Linked DNA regions of Mus musculus: all the other regions are linked to region 2. Evidence: chromatin contacts called from public HiChIP or PLAC-seq data. All regions are on one chromosome and are shown on one strand. Each heading gives the region's core, a stretch centred on a gene start, on an enhancer-like site or on the middle of the called end of the contact. The rest is flanking DNA. Distances are from core to core; before and after follow the strand shown. Region 1 overlaps Nek6 (NIMA (never in mitosis gene a)-related expressed kinase 6). Region 2 overlaps Dennd1a (DENN/MADD domain containing 1A). Region 3 overlaps Psmb7 (proteasome (prosome, macropain) subunit, beta type 7). Region 4 has its middle 27 kb from the start of Gm13584.

Region 1 (3,010 bases), core at 448-2,947, 730 kb after region 2:
TGGCTAGGAGGAGAAAGTGACCAGGTTCCTATTTTCTGTTGCAGTCCGTGACCTCGTGAGGCTGGCATGCAGGATGGCAGGACAGCCCAGCCACATGCCTCATGGAGGGAGCCCAAACCACCTCTGCCATGCACTGGGGCCTGCACCCCCTCCAGACCCACAGGTAAGCCCATTCTCTTGTGTCCCAGAACACTGAGGATCCTTTGTTCGACCTTTCCTACCTGTAGGGAGCTGTGTAGCCTGCCACACAGACATGGCGCCGGATGCTCCCAGGCCTGGGGTGTGGCCCTGTACTTTATTCAAAGATGTTTGGTTTCCGTTGAGGGGCAGCTCCACATCTGCAGCTCTGTGCATGGAGAAGAGGGGCACAGGAATGGACAGAAAGCTCTCGTGTGTCCTGGGCCACTGTCGACCTCTGCTTTGGTCTGAATTATGTTTGGCTCTCTTTGGTCTTGTGCTCTAGAGATGGCCTCTCTGTGCCCAGATCACCCTGGCTTTTGATGCCTTAGAGGGCTCAGCTGCCTTTGGTTCTGCTCTAAAGGTGGCTTTGAGTGCCTTTGCCACACTCATTGCCTTTGCACACTGTTCCCCGACCCAGAATGCCCTTCCCAGTCTCCCTCCAGACCACAAGGCCAGATACTACTCTCTGAGGAGACTTCCCACTCATGACCCATACCTGTGTGTGTTTCCTGCACCCACATGCATTCCCCCACACCCGTGCGCATGCCCCCTGTGTGGCCCTGGCCTTGGGATGTTTACTCCTTCAGGGGTCATCTATGCCTACTAGATGGAGGATGTCTCTAGCCTCGTGCACAGAGGCATGCTCTATACCACTGAGTCGGCGAAATACATCTGTATTTCAAAATACACCCTTATGTGCAGTGGACCGCCTAGGGTGTGGCTATATGAGGCAGGCCCAGGTCAGCTCTCAGGGAGCACAAAATCTCCTGGGATAGAAACATTAAAATACCCAACAGAAGGGACCCCCATAGCTCCAGAGTCCCCGTGAAGCAAGTGAGAGGGATGATCTCTGTAAGAAAGGGACAGACAGTGGCCTGCAGGGTGGCAAGCTTGGTGCCTGCTCCAGATCCTTAAGGACCCTGTGGGCAGGGTCAGCTTTTTCCTGAGGCTGTAAGACATAAATCAGAGGGATATTAAAGACAGCCATATTCCTGCTCCATGGGAGACTGTCATTGCTTCTGACACCCTAGTTCTGGGTAGAAGACTAAGGGTCTGCCCATTGTGCAAATTTTAAACTGCACAGACAGCTGCTCAGAGAGCCAGGTGGGTTTTGAATTTGTATTTGCTTGCAGTCTTGGCTGTGTTGTGATCTATGGCATAGGGCTATGTCAGCCCAAGAGAGGGTCTTACTACCGACCCACACAAAGATGACACCTGAGCTCATGGACAGTGGGCGCAAGTATGCAGACTGTCCCAGGACAACTATGTGGTTTGCGCTGGATGTGGTGGTCAATTTCCAGGTAGAAACTGGGGAGGCACAGCTCCTGAGCTGGGCCAGGACATGACGCTGATGGCTGGGGCAGCGGGGCCTGCTTAGGTAATGTAGCCATTTGTCACATTAAGTCATTCACTAACAATCGAATCCCCCTTGATTAATCTCCCAGAATTAGCCAGTTGCATTTCGAGCAATTAGGGTTAATTACAGGCTCATTTGGCAGAGGAGAGAGGCCCGTAATTATTTCTCGTGCGAGGCGAGGCGAGGCGAGGAGGCAGCGGTGACAGTGTCCTCGGCTGCTTGTCGCACATGTTGGAGCGGGTGATGACATAGTTAAGTGTAATTAGATGCAATCACTCAGTGTCGGCTGCTCTGGGCAGTGGCTGTCAGGCAAGGATGCCCTGGTCCCACCTGTGTACCTGGCCAGGCTTGAAAACTTGGGGTGCATGGCCAAGTGTGCTGTGCTAGCTCCAGGCTGGGATGGAGATGGAGGCTCAGTCCTCTCAGTGCCTATGTCTTGACCCCATCCGGGGAGTGTGGCACAAACCTGTTCATGTCAGCATCCTGAAATGCTTGGAATGGAGTGGAGTCTCTTTATGGCAGGAGGTGTGTGACCCAGCAAGCCATCCTTGGAACAAGGAATGAGGCTGTACCTGCTCTGAGGATGGGAACAAAGTGTCTCCGCCTCAGTTTTCTCATCTGTAGAGCATAGACAATGCTAGCACCACCATCCTGAGACATCTGCAGAGTCTCATTTACATGATATGATTTAAACATCCAGCATGGGACCCAGCACCATGTATGTCAAGGAAATGCCATGTGTAGACCATTCGTTCGTTCATTCGTTCGTTTGTTTGTTTACTTTTTGGTTTTTCAGGGTTTTTCTGGCCCTGGCTGTCCTGGAAAGCCCTCCAGACTTCACTGGAACTCACTTTTGTAGACCAGGATGGCCTCAAACTCACAGAGATTCTCCTGTCTCTGCCTCCGCGAATGCTGGGATTAAAGGTGTGCCCCAACACACCCAGCTATAGACTTTACTTTTATAATTGAAAAATTACGATGAATTGTTTCAAAGCCAAAGCTCTCACAGTTATATTTACCCTCTCAAGGCAGAAAGGTCAGGAGTTCCTAACAGTCCACCTATGGCTTTGTTAACATTTTAGTCCCAAAGCTAGTGGTTTTACAGAAACCAAGGGAGCCAACAGCACATGGAAATCTGTCTGCTGAATCCTACCGTTGGCCTGTGAGGTCCACAGTCACTGAGAAAGGCTAGGCTTTGGCTGACATCCCAGTGAATGGACATACAAAGTCAAAAGGGGAAAGCCATGGAGAACCAGGTAGCTTGTATGAAAGGGGAAGGTTTCCTTGTGTGAGAAATCCCTGCTGATGTCCCTGTCTTCAGGAACCTGCTCTGGGCATTCTGTGTCCACTTTTATTTGGAGAGAGGCATGTGCATACTCTGCAGGGGTCTGGGGGCAGCTGTCCATGGGTGTGTTTCACAGAACAAAATTTATATGCAAACCCTCTCAAAGATGTGATGGTGGATGGGTAAAG
Region 2 (2,980 bases), core at 97-2,596:
GCTGTGAATTTCTGGGTACTCTTAGAATGAGTCTCATTTGGTCTAATCAGTATTATGTGACTTTGTGTATGGTACCATCACCTCTGACCACTTCTAATGTCACAGAGATTGGGAAGAGAGCTGAGAATGTCTCTCTGTGGCTCCTGCTGTTCATGCAGATGAGCCAGCATTGCAGCAGGTATAGGGAGCATGCATTCTCTGCAGCTGCAATGAGACACTGGCTGACAGACGAGAAAGACAGTGCCCACACTCCATTACAACAACCCTTCTTCAGAACAACCCTCCCGCCCCCCAGCAACTGGTGGGCGACACAAAACAATGGCTTAGGAACAAGATTACAGAGGCTGGCTGCATACAAGACCAATCTCGATAGAGTCTCATGGAACCCTCAGGTCTGCGCACGTCTGACCAAACCAAAGATTTTCCTGTGGAGCGGCCAGTCTGAGCTCAGACGTCTTTGGCAAATCAGAGATGTGGTAAAGGCCAAGAACATTCCACAAAACATGCTGTCTTCTTCCACGGAGCTATTGTTAAGACTTAACCACAGGGTGTGGGTAACACACTGGTGTGGACATTGCACAGAGTGTGAGCTCCAGAAATGCTTGCCTGCTTCTTTGTGATCGAGATGCCCCCTTTTATCAATAGCAAAAGGAAGGAGGGGAGGTGCCTGTAAGAAGATAGATTGCAGATAGTCTTAATCCTTTTAGCATCCTGTGAGGTGCCTGGTACATAGTGGAACTTCAGCAAGATTTGTAGACAGGCCAATGTTACTGTCTGGAATCTAACAGCAGTAAATACTGCTGTGGTTGTCATTGTTATTAGAAAGGTGCCTGCCACTCAACAGACATTTGGTCAACATTTGCCGAATAAATACATGGCTATATCTGTCCCCACTCTCATATGGAAGTGGTTTCCCCAGCAAGGCTTCTTGGATCCCTGAGACTCTGCCTACAAAGGAAGAGAATGCAGCTGGGTGGAAGAGCTCTCCTGCCCTTGCCAGGGACCTGGGGACTGAGTTCAGGAAGGTCAGACATTATGGCCTGTCAGCTTGTCCCACACAGGGCTGCTCCTTACTACAATGAAGACAGGTTAAGAATGTGAACTTGCCACTGAAATGGGGGGATTAAGTTTGTGGCAACTTCAACTGAACTTGCAACGTGGTGAAACATGGGGAAAAAGAACAACAGAGCTAATTAGACGAGCTGAGCTGTCAGAGTGCTGCTGAATGGCTCAGCGCCAACAAACAAAAGGAATGGGTTGGCAATCAGCAGGATCGATGGAGGAGACTGCTTCATTAGGGATGATAAAACAGACAGAGGAGGGAGAGGAGGGAGGGGTGAGGGAGGGTGGGAAAGACACAACGGACCAGAGACAGTCACCCCTGTGGTTACAGACCCACCCAGAGTCACACATTCCTCACTGGTGTAGGATTATCATTATAGACAAACACCCAAATGCACCAGGGCTCAGAGACTGCAGTGTATATACAGTCTTACAAACAGATATCCACAAAGGCAGGCATTAAGAGGTAATGGTGCATTCTCTCTCTCTCTCTCTCTCTCTCTCTCTCTCTCTCTCTCACACACACACACACACACACACACACACACACACACACACACACCCCATGCAGTGGCAGGCTACAACCAGGCCTAGACACACAGACAACTGGTTTAATCAAAGACAATGCAGATAAACCCCTGTGTATTTCAGCAGTACCATCCTTCTTCTGGGGTGCTTAGCAAGGGTGAAGCCTGGGTGGAGGGGAAAACCACTCTCATACACAACAGGGGCTGGCCCACCACTGCTAAGATCTCAGCAGCACCAGGGGAGAGAATGCTAAACAGGGCTTTCCAGATCTGTTTGGGGGGACTAGAGAGGAAAGTTGGGAAGCCAGCCAATTCCCCACCGGATTCAAAACCTGAGAAATCTAAGTCGGCAGGGTTAAGTGTGTATTGAATACAAAAGCACCAAGTACATTTGATTTTAATGGTGAGCAAGAAATAATAAATAGCTGATAAAGTGCTTCACATGTGGCCCACAGCAGCCTGCCTCTCCCTTCTCCCTGGTGGCTCCAGACACTGCCCTTCATCCAGGAGACACCAGCATGATTTTCTTTTGCTCTTTCTTTCTCCTTATTAAGAAGACCCCTCAGACCCTCTGGTCATAGCCAAGCTCCAGCCACAGGTGCTGGGCTACACAATCCCTCCTGTCAAGGCTGAGTGCCTACCATCCCATGGCTTTTCCACCCAGGCCAGCAGCTGTTGTACTCAGCCATGTTTATAGCCAGTGACCTGGCAAATCCTGACATAGAATCATGTCAGGCTGTCCTCTCTGTGACCCTTAAGAGTTCCATGATCCAGGTCTCTCGAGTTTCTTTCCATCCAGTGTGGGCTGGTGTCTATGAATGCATCCAGAATACATAATAGTCCCTGTGGCCTGGGAACCCTGGGTCCCGTACAACATATCTTCTAGCCTCCTAGTCTGTCTCTCAGTGGGTATGCTTGCAGAAGAGGGGAAGCCCAAGAACACGGCCAGTGAATTACCTCTTGCCCTGGCTAGGGGCAGAGGCAGACACTACCCAGTCTTCTTTTGGGACAACATTGCTTCCTCAAGTTCTCAGGTGCTTGGGCACCCTACAGTTTACCCAATTCCCACAATAATGAGACTACAGTACACAAGAGCTGTCTCTAGTACTTGAGCTACCATGCCTTGAATCACATTGAACCCCTGGCTGTCCTAGAGCCCAGGCCTCTAAGACTGCCTGGAGCTCCCTACCAACTACCTATGGCTGCCAAAAGCCATCTGTTGAGAACTTGAGAGGTAGGTCTGGTCTCAAAGGCCAGCTGGTCTCTTACTATCTCTGTAGTCTTGGTTATGAAGACCAAGGGAAATGACATCTGCCTTCAGTGGGCTGGAACAAGAATAGATGAGATATGGAGTACCTAGCCCAGTCCTGGGTACATTCAAGGGTGCTTAT
Region 3 (2,777 bases), core at 37-2,536, 790 kb after region 2:
GTTTTCCTTCCCTCACAGGGTAGATTACAAAACACTGACCTCCAGTAAACGGCTCAAACTACAGCCACCTCATTCACTATCCTCCCCCAAAAGCAACACTTCCATGACAGACTTGTGCTATACTCAGGTCTACCACACAGGACTCTCTGTGAGCTTTCATATGGGAAGGAAGGCTCTTACCTCTCTACACCATAAACTACTGTCTAGTGTGAGATCCTCTTAGTGGCTGCTATGTGACATTTTCAACCTACTACTAACCAGAAGACATTCACCATGTTTTAGAAAGCCAATTTTGTATACACTGTCATAGAAGGCGTTTTATTGCCTACATCTAATCCTCTCAGCGAACTACCGGTAGGTCTCTGAAACTTAGCTTGCAGACATGCATTGGGAGCCATGATGTAAGTGCAGTAAAAACAGACCAACAGCCTAGTCTAGTCCTCCAGCACCTAAGCCACAACCATACTGAACTTATGTTCATTTCCCTCTGGGACCATCCTAATGATAAACGCAACAGATTTTTTTGAATTAAATAATGCAGATTTCTGCCACTACTGTCCCTCTGCACAGAAGATATGAAGTCTGCAGCTTTGCTTCTGTTACACACACACACACTCACACACACACACACACACACACACTCACACACACACACACACACACACACTCACACACACACACACACACTCACACACATACACACACACACACACACACACACACACACACAATCACTTCTAAGATTTGCTGTCAGAGCAGCATATTGATATCAAGTCTTCCATTATTTAAATGGATCTATAGCTGCCCACAATGACAGATTAATCCTGTTTCTTCAGGAGCTAGGTGTTTGGCATCACGTTTGTGAGATAACCACAAGCCTTTAGGGCGATAGCTGCTCACATCTTTAGCAATCTGCAAGGGCTTCTCTAGAGGCCAGCACTGGTCGAGAAATGAAATATGACTCCATAAATCAGCTGGCTGAAGTGGCACTTGTATGCATCACCATCTATCTTCCTACTTTCCCTCTGAAGGGGACAGGGTAAGAGCTCATCACTCGCTCCTGCAACCAGAGAAAGGGCCATCACAGTGGGCACTGACAAAGCACGTGCTACTTAAAACTGAAGCCACACTAAGACTGGGGGAAGGATCCCGCTGGTGTTAGCATGCCTCAGGCAGTGGTAGAAGCTTCAGCAAGTCATCTTCAAAAGGCAGAGAGCCAGAGCTCTAGAAACCTGCAAAAATTGGCTAAGCCTGCAGTCTTCATTGCTTTAAGTTGAGCATCTTCAAAGTCTAGAATTCTAACTGTAGGGCACGCAGCTGCCACTGCAGATCTGATCCTCTCAGCTTTTGGCAGCTCTCAACTTGAGATTCTAGCAAAAGAATTTTTCAAGTTGCTATTATTGCCTGTCATAGATTTATAAATATTGTGCACTATCTGCTGTGGCATGGCTCTCATGGGACGTCAGAGCATGCCAAACGCATAACAGAATGAAAACAGTTTCTATTCTTCAAATAAATGCTAATTTTTAAACTGTGCTCACAATGTGTTTGGTGACCAGCTCCAACGGCACAGAATACGTATTGGGGGGGGGGGGGGCGACTGTCTTCTCCAGCAGCATTCAGCTGCTGCTTTCATTAAGCTTGTTTAATTAGATTCCAGATGCTAATTTGCAAGTCGATACCAGAGGGTGCAGGACAGTTTGCCTTTGAATCCACTCCCTGTGATGTCAGGGTCCTGCCGCACACCGCTAGCCTTCGGCGGCCTTCGCACAGTATTCTGACAATTAGTGCAAAGAGGGGACAGTATTGATCTTGACAGACTAAATATTAATCTTCTACCCATTTTAATGAATTGTAATCTTCAAGAGTTGAAATTTCTCACCGGGTCAAATGAAAACATTCCTTCTTATAGAGAAAGGGACTAGAAGGAGAGGTGCCCTAAGTTAACCGTCCAAGAGCTTCATTCTTTCTCACCCCAAGGCCAAGTCTGCACTTCTTGGACTAACATAATATTTCCAGGTACTTTAGTCACATTCCTTAAAACTGAATGGAAAATGATCTGAAAAGCCACAGTATGATTAACACTAGAGCCCCCATCCAGCTATCCGTGGATAACAATCACTATCAGGTTTCTTACATAAGCGTTCGCTGGCTAGCTACTTGTTTCTCTGAAACTCAATGAAGGCAAGCCCAAGGCTCAGACGACCTACAATAGATAGCAGAGGCCCATCTCAGGGTGCTTAAAAGTCCCTGCTGGGTTGACAGCAGCTTTTCTGGACTGTTCCTTCTCAATGAGCACTTGCTTGCCCTGTGCCCCATCTTCTGCCCCAGAGTACTTAATGGCATGTCTCTAGCACTGTAGAGAAGCGTGCTGCCAGCCTTCCTGTTGTCTCAAAAGTACATTCTGAACTTTCCAGACAGAAAGGAAAGAAAGTCCCTTTGGGTCGTCAGGTGGTTTTTGATGACTCAGATTTAGCTTTAGCTCATGGTCCTCCTGCCTTGACAAACAAGTACTACTGAGAGCTGGAAGCTGAAGAACAGAGTTTCTCCTGTCATCTCTTGCACTCAAGGTGCTCCCAGTCCTTGACAAGTGGGAAAGATGCCCCTAAAAACAGCCACCAAACATGGAGAACAAGAGGTTAAGATGGAGCACAGAGACATACATTGATAAGAAATCCCTGAGGGCCATTGGTGGACAACAAAAATCAGAAATCAACAGCAAGTAAGAAAATGAACAGACAAGATAGCTGAAGTGACCTCTGTCCCCAGTGTTCTTC
Region 4 (3,138 bases), core at 309-2,808, 580 kb after region 2:
TCAAATGTACGGAAGGAATGCAGCTAACTCGGGAGATTTGGTTAAACACTGAGGTGAAAACAGCTTCACCAATAGGTGATTACTCATCTAATCCCATGGTTGGCCAGATCCACAGATAGATGATCAAGGTTGGGAGGTACTGGTGGGAGGACAGTCATTGGTACCTTGCTTCTGAAGGACATACTTTGCTCCTGGGTCTTCTCTCTGTCTCTCTGTACCTGGTGTCCAGGACGCAAGCAGCTTTCCCTCGCTCTGGCCCTTCTGCCATGGTGTTTGTCTGGTAGCAATTTCCTCCGAATTGAAACATTCCACCACCTACCACCCACCATCCACCCTGAGGGAGGAGGCAGGCTAGTCAGATTCAAGAAGCTGTAAATCAGCTGAAATTTATAAGACACACAGGCCCCTTCCCAATGTTGTAGTCACACTCCCTTTGAGTCCCAGGCTATGGGGAGGGAGCAGGGGCGTTCATAGCAATGTGCTATCCTCATGAAACAATGGAGCAAGTTACCCAACTGTAACTGAGCCAAGATAAATCCTTCCTCTCTCAAGGTATTTTCTGAGATATTTTGCCAAAGAGATTTGTCAAGTTAGCTGGGCTCACCTGAAGCATACTCAGACACCTACACTAGCCCACAGTTCGAAGCTATCTCACACGCAGCCTGTTATAGAAGGAGGTGCTCCCTGTCTCACCAACTTTACTGAATCCTGCACTGAATTTGATGGCAGATGTGCACTCTGGTGCCATGGCAGGGGACAGCCACCATAAAGGAGCCATCTGTGTCAGTAACCATTCTCACTGCTGAGGCTTCCTTTCTATTCAGCCCAGGACCCTGGTCCAAAGAATGGAGCCACCCGCATGGGTCTTCCCGCCTCCATCAAACCTTCTGAAAAATCCCTCAGAGACAGACACAGAAGTGTGTCTCCTAAGCAATTCCAAATCCAGTCTGCTGGCCATGAAGATGAACTATCACATCATCTGCACCTGCTTAGCGCCTGTTGTATACAAGACAGAGGATGTCCACGTGTTTAAGATGATGGAGCAGCTCCTACCCCAGCTTTGAGGCGATCTGCATGGCCTTGGGCCAACCTTCCCTCCATTTTGGGTCTAAGTTTCTCCATTGGTAGCAAGTTCTGTTCGACTTAAAGGTCTTGGTCATCACACTCTGCCCATGTGCTCTGTCAGAGACCTACTCTTTGGTCCCAGACAAGCCCCTGCCCTCTCTCAACTCTAGTTTGCTCATCTGTAAAATGGGAGGTAGGGACAGCTTTCCCCCCGACCTATGAGCATGTGCCTTGCTCCCCACCTCCCTGCCCAGCCCAGGTTCCACAGTCCCTCAGCGTACTTAGCTTCTTCCACGAGGCTCATCAGGATGCAACATACTTTAAATAGCATCTGCATGACTGGCTGGGGTTTTTTTTTTTTTTTTTTTTTTTTTTCTTCCCAGAGAAGCTTTCTACAAAGTGTGCCAAGTGGCAGCTGTCAGGGCCGAGGTGGCATTTCCCTCAGTGATGCTGACAGCAGCTGTCCCGGCGCAGGCTGAATGGAATGGAAATGACATCATGTTTATTCAGGAAAGACGTTCCCAGGCCCAGATCAGTGTCAGCAAGATTCTGGGATGCAAGGAACGAACACTCGCCCGAGACCATCAGTCAGCGGGGCTCCTCTCTTGTTGCACACACGATGCTTCAAGCCATAAACACCTCACACACCAACGTGAACCATGCATGCTCCACCCTTTTACATTCATTTCTTGGAGACTTCCACGTGTACGACACCCCTCACACACATACTAACATGAGCCCCACACCCCACACATACACATCACACATATACACACAGTTCAAGCCACACCCTCTCACATTCAACACTCAAGGACCTCCATATACACCACATCCCTTACACAAACACATATCAACACAAGCATACACACCATACACAGCAACACAGTACGCAACACATCTCTCCACACTCAACACCCTCAACACCCACCTACACTGCCTACCCCCCATCTCACACATATGCAGATACACACACATGAGTCATATATCTCACATAATACACCCATACACAAACACACAATATAAACCATATACTTCATACATGCACATCTGAAAGGTGCATACCACACCCTATATACTCAACACCCACAGACTTCCACATACACCATACCCCTGGTACAGACCAGAACAGACTTCACACCTCACATATGTATCCCTGATGCACACTCTACATATTTCTCACATAAACACATGCCATCATGACACCCCCCCCCCCTACACACACATACCCCATAAACATAAATCACCAGAGGCTACATTACCATGGTATTATGGTAATATGCCATAGGGTCACAGACACAGACACACCCAGGTGACATACACAGATTATTGAGACCACTCACATTCTGCATTCAGAACCATGCCACTACCACACTCAGATGGGGGTTCTGCACAGGATGGAGAGAAACTCCAGCCCTAAAGATATCAGCGCTCTCTCTCTCTCTCTCTCTTCTGAGAGATGCCTACTGAACTACCCTGTCAGTCTTGGCTTATGTGAAGATTGAATGGTAGAGGTGATACCCTGTGCGAGAATAGCTTGAGCTAAATCCAGACCCCATTGCTCCTGCCACCTTCTAGGTATATGGATTACCTGTACTGAGCCCCTCGGTTCCCATGTCATTCAAACAAGAAGTGTTAGATACCTAGTGGCTCCCATGGGCTGGCTAGGTGGCTTCTGCCATGCTTTGAGACCTGTGGGACTGCATGAGGTTGTCGGTGAGTATGCTGTGGGCTGGGCCTGGCTCAGCATGAACAGTCCTCTGGTTCCACAACACAGGCCTGGCTATAACATGGAACATTGTGGGGATGAAGCAACAGAAGCTGAAGATGACTTATGCCTTAGCTTCCTGTCTCCTGTTTGTCAGAGTAAGTCCTAGGGCCAGCCCATGTTGGACTTGCGGCTGGCAGACACTTTTTACGTATCACTATTCCATCCTGCTGTGGAGCCCCATGGAAACACCCAGTCTCTCCCTGTGATGTTACAGCTATTGAGACATTACAAAGAAGAAGGAGGAGGAGGAGGAGGAGGAGGAGGAGGAGGAGGAGGAGGAGGAGGAGGAGGAGAAAGTCTTCTCT

What was found. HiChIP or PLAC-seq counts read pairs in DNA pulled down with a chosen protein or histone mark.
Region 1: an H3K4me3 HiChIP or PLAC-seq map of embryonic basal ganglia shows a contact between it and region 2, with 5 times the contacts expected there. The contact joins two enhancer-like sites. A contact is called at or near these places in 1 of 15 datasets of contacts at CTCF or cohesin (large pre-B cells) and 2 of 115 datasets of contacts at active chromatin or transcription factors (embryonic basal ganglia and embryonic stem cells).
Region 3: a contact with region 2 is called in an H3K4me3 HiChIP or PLAC-seq map of embryonic basal ganglia, with 5 times the contacts expected there. The contact joins two enhancer-like sites. A contact is called at or near these places in 2 of 15 datasets of contacts at CTCF or cohesin (large pre-B cells and pro-B cells), 16 of 484 Hi-C or Micro-C datasets (the AtT-20 cell line, the C2C12 cell line, cerebellum and 9 more), 3 of 115 datasets of contacts at active chromatin or transcription factors (astrocytes, embryonic basal ganglia and embryonic forebrain) and 1 of 9 other capture datasets (embryonic stem cells).
Region 4: a contact with region 2 is called in an H3K4me3 HiChIP or PLAC-seq map of embryonic basal ganglia, with 5 times the contacts expected there. The contact joins two enhancer-like sites. A contact is called at or near these places in 28 of 484 Hi-C or Micro-C datasets (B cells, the BV-2 cell line, the C10 cell line and 23 more), 2 of 115 datasets of contacts at active chromatin or transcription factors (embryonic basal ganglia and embryonic stem cells) and 1 of 9 other capture datasets (embryonic stem cells).

The regions. Positions count from the first base shown.
Region 1 is chr2:38,550,509-38,553,518 of GRCm38.p6, forward strand. It overlaps Nek6 (NIMA (never in mitosis gene a)-related expressed kinase 6), which reads left to right. Exons shown (of 10, transcript NM_021606.3): 2 at 45-163. The coding sequence starts at 74. Among named protein-coding and RNA genes, the nearest start is that of Gm35808, 19 kb to the left of the region's middle. Within about 2 kb of position 1,698, at least 7 of the 459 cell types and tissues checked have an H3K27ac peak or open chromatin away from gene starts, as enhancers often do. A contact at or near this core is called in embryonic basal ganglia, where this site is marked.
Region 2 is chr2:37,817,690-37,820,669 of GRCm38.p6, forward strand. All of the region lies in intron 19 of Dennd1a (DENN/MADD domain containing 1A), which reads right to left. Among named protein-coding and RNA genes, the nearest start is that of Crb2, 43 kb to the left of the region's middle. Within about 2 kb of position 1,347, at least 24 of the 459 cell types and tissues checked have an H3K27ac peak or open chromatin away from gene starts, as enhancers often do. A contact at or near this core is called in embryonic basal ganglia and muscle stem cells, where this site is marked.
Region 3 is chr2:38,607,920-38,610,696 of GRCm38.p6, forward strand. The region is part of intron 6 of Psmb7 (proteasome (prosome, macropain) subunit, beta type 7); the gene reads right to left. Among named protein-coding and RNA genes, the nearest start is that of Psmb7, 35 kb to the right of the region's middle. Within about 2 kb of position 1,287, at least 36 of the 459 cell types and tissues checked have an H3K27ac peak or open chromatin away from gene starts, as enhancers often do. A contact at or near this core is called in embryonic basal ganglia, where this site is marked.
Region 4 is chr2:38,393,868-38,397,005 of GRCm38.p6, forward strand. No RefSeq gene overlaps it. Among named protein-coding and RNA genes, the nearest start is that of Gm13584, 27 kb to the left of the region's middle. Within about 2 kb of position 1,559, at least 19 of the 459 cell types and tissues checked have an H3K27ac peak or open chromatin away from gene starts, as enhancers often do. A contact at or near this core is called in embryonic basal ganglia and muscle stem cells, where this site is marked.